Linked DNA regions of Mus musculus: region 2 is linked to region 1. The links are chromatin contacts, called in public Hi-C maps. All regions are on one chromosome and are shown on one strand. The core of a region is the stretch at or near the end of the contact, and the rest is flanking DNA. Distances in the headings are between cores, read along the strand shown.

Region 1 (3,285 bases), core at 579-3,078:
GATAAAAGTGCTTGCCACCTGGCATGACTTTAATCCCAGCACTTGGGAGGCAGAGGCTCACTAGCCTGATCTACAGAGCAAGTTAAAGAAAAAATTTAACTCAAACAATAACTTTATAAGCTATTTAAATGGTACAATATATTTAACCTAAAAGCAATAGTGCCATCTAGTGTTTGCACTTGGATTTTATACATAACTCATAACCTATTAACACAGAACAATGCAGACTTCTTAAAAGGAGCCACGTTAGTGAACCTAGTACAGAATTTCAGTTGGTAAAGCTCACAATTATAAAGTCATTGTATATAAATTTGCTGAACGGTTGCACAGTTAAATTCCATAATGGCCATTTTACTTTCTTAAAGAGTCGTGGTGGAAAAAAATTTCTTGCTGTGCTGAAAGAAATCTTGGACAGGGACCCCCTGTCTCAGCTGTGTGAGAACGAAATGGACCTTATTTGGACTCTACGGCAAGACTGCCGAGAAAATTTCCCTCAGTCACTGCCAAAACTACTCTTGTCAATCAAGTGGAATAAACTTGAAGATGTTGCTCAGGTGACAGAAAATTCCTTGTCCCTCCCTCTCCCATCTCTTCCTTCTCTCCCTCCACTTTCTTTCCCCCAAATAACAAGTGTGTGTGTGTGTGTGTGTGTGTGTGTGTGTGTGTGTGACTCTGATTTTGTGTAAAATGTCTTTCCGCAGAAGTATTTCCATTTGTTGGATGTTTTGTTTTGTTACTATGTAACCTTAGCCTCTCTCAAATGTCCAGTCCTCCTGTCTCAGCCTTTAAGGGCTCCACATCTCACAGAGCCATGGCAGAGTTCCTCTTCTGAAGACCTGGGTGTGGCCACAGCTATGTCTTCACATGCAGCTCCAGCTCTTGCCCAGGGAGTCTTGTCGTCTAATGTCCTGTAGCATTTATAACAGGATTTATTAGCCATAAACAGAATGTAGGCACTGTTCAGTTCTCGTGGACCACTCACTTTTATTTCTGATCTGAGGAGCTCGAGCTGTTCTGGCTAATAAAAAGTCTGTAAAGTAATAGATTTCTTTAAACATTCATCTAAAGGCAGATGGGCTTGGTGGTGTGTGTACCTTAAATCTCAGCACTCAGAGGCAGAGACAGGCTGATCTCTGAGTTCTAGACTAACCTAGTGTACAGACAGAGTTCCAGGACAGCCACAGCTACACAGAGAAACTCTGCCTCAGACAAACACATACATACATACTATACATACGTACATACATACATACATACATACATACATACTTTGTAGTTTTAAAATGAGTTATTGACTTTCTTAGTATATATGTCTTTACTTAGCTTGAGACTTGGCTTATTTATAGTTGTTTTGTTCTTAAATTATGCGGTGGTTAATCACTGTAGATACCTGCAGTGTCTTACTTTGTTTTTGGTAGGCACAGAATAACCTTTTAAACGTACACAGAATGTTTCAGAAACAAAGGCAACCTTTGTTAGTCTGCATCTGCCAGGATGTTTGAGGCATCAGTAGTTAAATTTTTTCCTTGTTTTGACTCATCTGTGCTCCCATGTGCCGGGAAAGGTAAGTTACTTTTGTCCACCAAACTTCTGACCCAGTTTTCATTTTAAACAGCTTCAGGCGCTCCTGCAGATATGGCCCAAACTGCCCCCCAGGGAAGCCCTGGAACTCCTGGATTTCAACTATCCAGACCAGTATGTCCGGGAATACGCTGTAGGCTGCCTTCGACAGATGAGGTATCTCTTTTCTGGCACCATCATGGGGCAAGGAGTTACCAGAGTGGGCAAGGAATGTGTGTGAGCACTGGTGGCCAGGTCTTGTGTGGGATCTTAGCGCCCTCTGCTGGCTCTGCGGTGCAGCCCTTACTGCTGCATGAACACTTTAGGTGTGGGAAGGCCACTTTCCCCTTTCACTACAGGACCGAGTTCTGAAACCTTGGTTTCCAAGCGCCTGCCCTTGGCCAACCCTGGAGGCCAGCACTTCTAAACTGAGCAGCCATGCCTCTGTCCCCTCTTTCCTTCCCCATAGTCTATTAATTGCCCCAAATAAGAAGGGTTGGTATTTTAGGATGGAGGCAAGTTTATTTATTTTCACATGGGATCTGCCCTTGAACTCACCGTGTAGCCCAGGCTAGCTAGTTGTCAAGCTCAGACTGATCTTCCTGTCCCCATCCTGGCTATGGTCTTTCCTTGCTTTTAAAATCAGATCTATTTTGAATAGTTTGATAGGCAGAAGGAACTATGTAACCTCTGTATTAGTCTGAGATGTAGAATCCTATGACTAGGAGAAGCAGCCTCCCACTTTATATTTGTTGTTTCTAGTAGCTATAGGTTTTTATAAGTGGACATGGAGAAACTTTGTCTCAGAACCCTGATGTCCTTATTGACCCCTGGAACCTATCTAGACAGATTCACTCCACCACATTGTCCTCTGAACACTGGTACACATACCACATACATCACACACACACACACACACACACACACACACACACACACAAAATAATTATGTTATTTGGGGGCAGTGGGCACGACTCCTGGCAGTTTTTATGTATAATCACGTGGTACAGCGAATGTAAGCACATGACAGGCCTGGTCCAGGAGACCCACGCACATGAGCCAGGGCATGTGACAGTTGGTAGGGAAGGGTCCTTTCATGTTACAGGTGGCTGAGTTTCTCTCCCTTTTGTTTCTTTCAGTGATGAAGAACTCTCTCAGTATCTTTTACAATTGGTGCAAGTTTTGAAATATGAGCCTTTTCTCGATTGTGCCCTCTCCAGATTCCTATTAGAAAGAGCACTTGATAATCGGAGGATTGGGCAGTTTCTGTTTTGGCATCTTAGGTAAGTCTTTGCTATTGCGATTTGATACCATGATGTTCTCTAATAACTAACCCGGTGTGATGTCAGACAGCCAGTGGACTAGCAGCAGCTTCTCCAGGTGCTTTCTGATCCATCCGTGACATTTACACTGTTTGGTGCCTTCTCTTATCTTTTGATACCTAAATTCTGTTTTCATCATTTGGCAAAGTATTTCAGGTAAGTATTCTATGATACTTTCTAGATTTTGAACTAAAACTAGTAACTGTTATATTGTAATATTTTCTAACAACTAATTTTTGTTTAAAAATATTGATTAAATATTTATACTGTGTGTGTGCTCTGATCAAATCTACCCCAGCCACTCCTCTCCAGCTCCTACTGTCATTTTTCCCTCCCAGCTTCATGCGCTCTTTCTTAAGAAATGTTTTTATTTTATGTACATTGGTGATTTGACTGTGTGTAT
Region 2 (3,285 bases), core at 239-2,738, 100 kb before region 1:
GTGTGTGTGTGTGTATTTAATCACCTGAAACCAGGTATGGAGGCTTCCTTCTTCCTCCCTCCCTCCCACCTTCCCTCCCTCCCTTCCTTCCTTTTTGAGTCAGGGTCTTGCCAGGCAACCCTTTCTGCAATAGCCTCCCAAGTACTGGATTTATAGCATGTACCACCACTCCTGGCCCAACCAACAGTTTCTACAGTAGACAATGCCTGCCCAGACTCACTTTCCATGTTCCTAAGCACAGACTTTGGCTAAGTGACCACACGATGCTGACATCTTTTCTCTAGCTGTGGATATAAGGTTGGAAGGTGGTGTTTACCTTCCTCTGGGGTCAGGCCAAGGTCAACCAGATCTTCATTGTCTCCCAGGAGGCCCCAGAAACAAGGATGTACAACAACACCAATAATCAAAAAGAGTCTTGGGTTTCCACGCTCCTTTCCTGCCTCCTGCAGGATTATGTATTCATAGTTAATCTGGCATTTAACCGGCTGGCTTCATTCTTTTGGCAACCTTGACTTTAGCCAACTCTGAAAGCACATGATGGCAGATCCAGCTGAGACTTCCAAGACGAGGAAGAAGAGTTTAGAATAGCACTTCATGCTCAGCCTTCTTGTTAATGCACTCAGGTCTCCTCCACATCCTGAGCCAAGCTAGGATGGTGTTATGCCGAGGTCGCTAGCAAGTCCTGTCCCAGGAAGAGCGGATGCTCTAGGACTGACTCATCTGCTCCTTGGGGCACCGATACTCAGTATCAGGCCACAGCCTCAGATGAAAAACCCCAGGCTCACTTGGAGCTGTCTTTCCTCTGCAGCTTTTCAGCCTTCATTACCAACCTCTGGCTTCTGAGGCTTCCCCAGCTCCTGTCTAGTTCAGTACTGGGGTCTGGGGTCTTTTCTTTTTTGCCTCCCTGTACAAGCAAATATTTTTTACTAATTTCCCAACTCCCTGGCCTTGGAGAGAGAGAGAGAGAGAGAGAGAGAGTTTATGTGTGTCTGTGTGAGTGCGTGTACGTGTGCACACTTGTGTGCATGTGTATATTCACTGTTTCAGTGAGGCTAGCTAGCCAGTGAGCTCTGGGGATCTCTGTCTCTGTCTCCTCTCATTGGGGTTACAGACATGCTTGGCTACACCCAGCTTTTGGGATTTGAACTACAGCAAGCACTCTTACCTATGGAGCCTTCTTCCAAGGGCTCCCCTATCTTTCTTTTATTTTTTCTCCTTCCTTCCTTCCTTCCTTCCTTCCTTCCTTCCTTCCTTCCTTCCTTCCTTCCTTCCTCCCTCCTTTCCTTCTGGTTCCTCTTCTCTTCTCTTCTCTTCTCTTCTCTTCTCTTCTCTTCTCTTCCCTCTTCCTCCTCCTCCTCCTGCTTCTTCTTCCTCTCTCTCTCTCTCTCTCTCTCTAGCAGAATTTCACATGGTCCATCTGTCCTGGCACTCTCCTAAGTAGTCAAGGATACTCTTGAACCGGATTCTGATCCTCGGGTTTTCTTGTTGCATGTTTGTTTGTGTGTTTGAGTCAAGGACTCTCTACATAGCCCTGGCTGTTCTGGAACTCACTCTATAGACCAGGAGGGCCTTGAAACCAGACCTTTTCCTGTCTCCCCTCTCCAGTGCCAGGATTAAGGTACACACCACTCCACCCTGAATACTGGGATTTCTTAACCACCACCCCCTTTTCTTGGAGTTTCTTGCTCTTAGCTCCAGGGTCCTGGTAATTACTGTTCTAACTCAATTATACTGTATTGTTTCCACTTCCTCTTTCCTTTCATTGCTGCTCAGAGGAAGAGGCAGCCTCTGAAGGTGCCAGAAGGAGAACTGGCTTAAGTAGCAGGTCATCTCTGTTTTTTCTCTTCCTGGTTCAGCTTCTGCCCTTGAAGGTCTCACTTCCATACCTGCATCACACTCTGTCTTTCGGTTGGCAGGGTGGTTACACATCCAGTCAAGTGGAAGGGCAGCTGGCATGGAACTGGAGCCTTGGCTGCAGCTCCAGTGGGAGGTTCTGGGAGAATTTGAAAGTGATGGTATCTTGTTACTGAAACGAGCCAGGGGATCTGACAGCACAAAACAAGCTGTGCGGATCATATACAGGGAGAAAAAATATATACATTGGAAAAAGACCAAGTTGGTTCAGGAAAAATCAATGCTGAGCACATTTATATAAGATTCCCACCCTGGATCTAACTGTATCCTTGGCATACCCCTCCTCCCCAGTTTTGTGCGAGTGAGAGAGATTTTTTAATCTGTACTTATTAATTGTGTGTGCACAAATACACACGGAGGTTCTGAGGACTTCTGAGATTGCCTATCTCCTTCTGCCACCTGGGGATAGAACTTAGGTCATCAATTTTGGCACAGGTGCCTTTACCCAATGATCCATCTCATTCGCCCAAGACAGAACCTCGTGTAGCCCAGGCTGGCCTCAGAAATCTGTCTGTAGCTGAGGAGGACTTTGAACTTCCGCGCCTCCTGCCTCCACGTGCGTGCTCCACCCCTCCCTGCCTTTTTAGACGTCAAGAATTCTAGACAAGCGCTCTGCCCCTTCACTGCATCCTTTCCTGTGGCTCTTCTCTTAAATGATAATTCTTGTTCTGTTGAGAGTTAGATACTCCTGTGGAGACCCGATAAAGGTTGGACTCCTGACAGTGGAAAGAAATGCCTACAAATGTATAAGGCAAACTCTAGGGCCTCACTGCCTGCTTGAGTCCTAGAGACCCAGGGGCATCTTGGTAAGGAGCCTAAAGAGCAGAGAGCTTTGCGCAGGCGCCTTTTGTAAATCCAGTTCGGGGTTCGCGGCAGTTCAGAGAAAGCATTCCTTTGTTCATCCATTCAACAAGTAACTCTTTGAGAAACGTCCAAGTGCCGAGCCCCATGCTGAGCCGCATCATGAGGCTGAAGGAGGTGAATCAGACCCGGGCCCTATTCCCTGGGACACTCACGGTCTGGTGGGAGGAGACCAGGAAAAGACAATGATGGGGAAGGACTCTTCAGTGACAGAAGAGGTAGCAGGGGGACCTGTGGGAGCCTAGGGAGGGGGGAGACGAAGAATTACTCCCCCTTGGCTCTCCCACAGCAGTCAGTTCCTAGACTTCTAACTGCAAAAACAAACGATAGGAAAAAGTTCCCCACCTGGTAGACCGAAGTTCCCCTTGGGGCTACTCTGGTATGTGAGTCAGGATTTCCCCAGCTTCCCTCCCCTCCACCACCCCCTCATACAGTCTGGACACTGCGCCAAAGGCCTCACAGCCAAACTGTCCCCCAACGCCCCCCCCCCAATTGCAGTGCCCTCCAACA

Evidence for each region. A called contact is a pair of places that touch in the nucleus more often than the background predicts.
Region 2: a contact with region 1 is called in a Hi-C map of bone marrow-derived macrophages, with 32 read pairs. The contact joins two enhancer-like sites. A contact is called at or near these places in 11 of 484 Hi-C or Micro-C datasets (the AML12 cell line, bone marrow-derived macrophages, cerebellum and 5 more) and 2 of 115 datasets of contacts at active chromatin or transcription factors (the HPC-7 cell line and microglia).

Annotation. Positions count from the first base shown.
Region 1 is chr9:99,061,289-99,064,573 of GRCm38.p6, reverse strand. It overlaps Pik3cb (phosphatidylinositol-4,5-bisphosphate 3-kinase catalytic subunit beta), which reads left to right. Exons shown (of 24, transcript NM_029094.3): 13 at 366-554; 14 at 1,616-1,737; 15 at 2,700-2,843. Among named protein-coding and RNA genes, the nearest start is that of Gm1123, 27 kb to the right of the region's middle. Within about 2 kb of position 1,828, at least 3 of the 459 cell types and tissues checked have an H3K27ac peak or open chromatin away from gene starts, as enhancers often do. A contact at or near this core is called in bone marrow-derived macrophages, where this site is marked.
Region 2 is chr9:99,163,539-99,166,823 of GRCm38.p6, reverse strand. All of the region lies in intron 2 of Gm33857 (a long non-coding RNA gene), which reads right to left. Among named protein-coding and RNA genes, the nearest start is that of Gm33857, 4.1 kb to the right of the region's middle. Within about 2 kb of position 1,488, at least 98 of the 459 cell types and tissues checked have an H3K27ac peak or open chromatin away from gene starts, as enhancers often do. A contact at or near this core is called in bone marrow-derived macrophages, where this site is marked.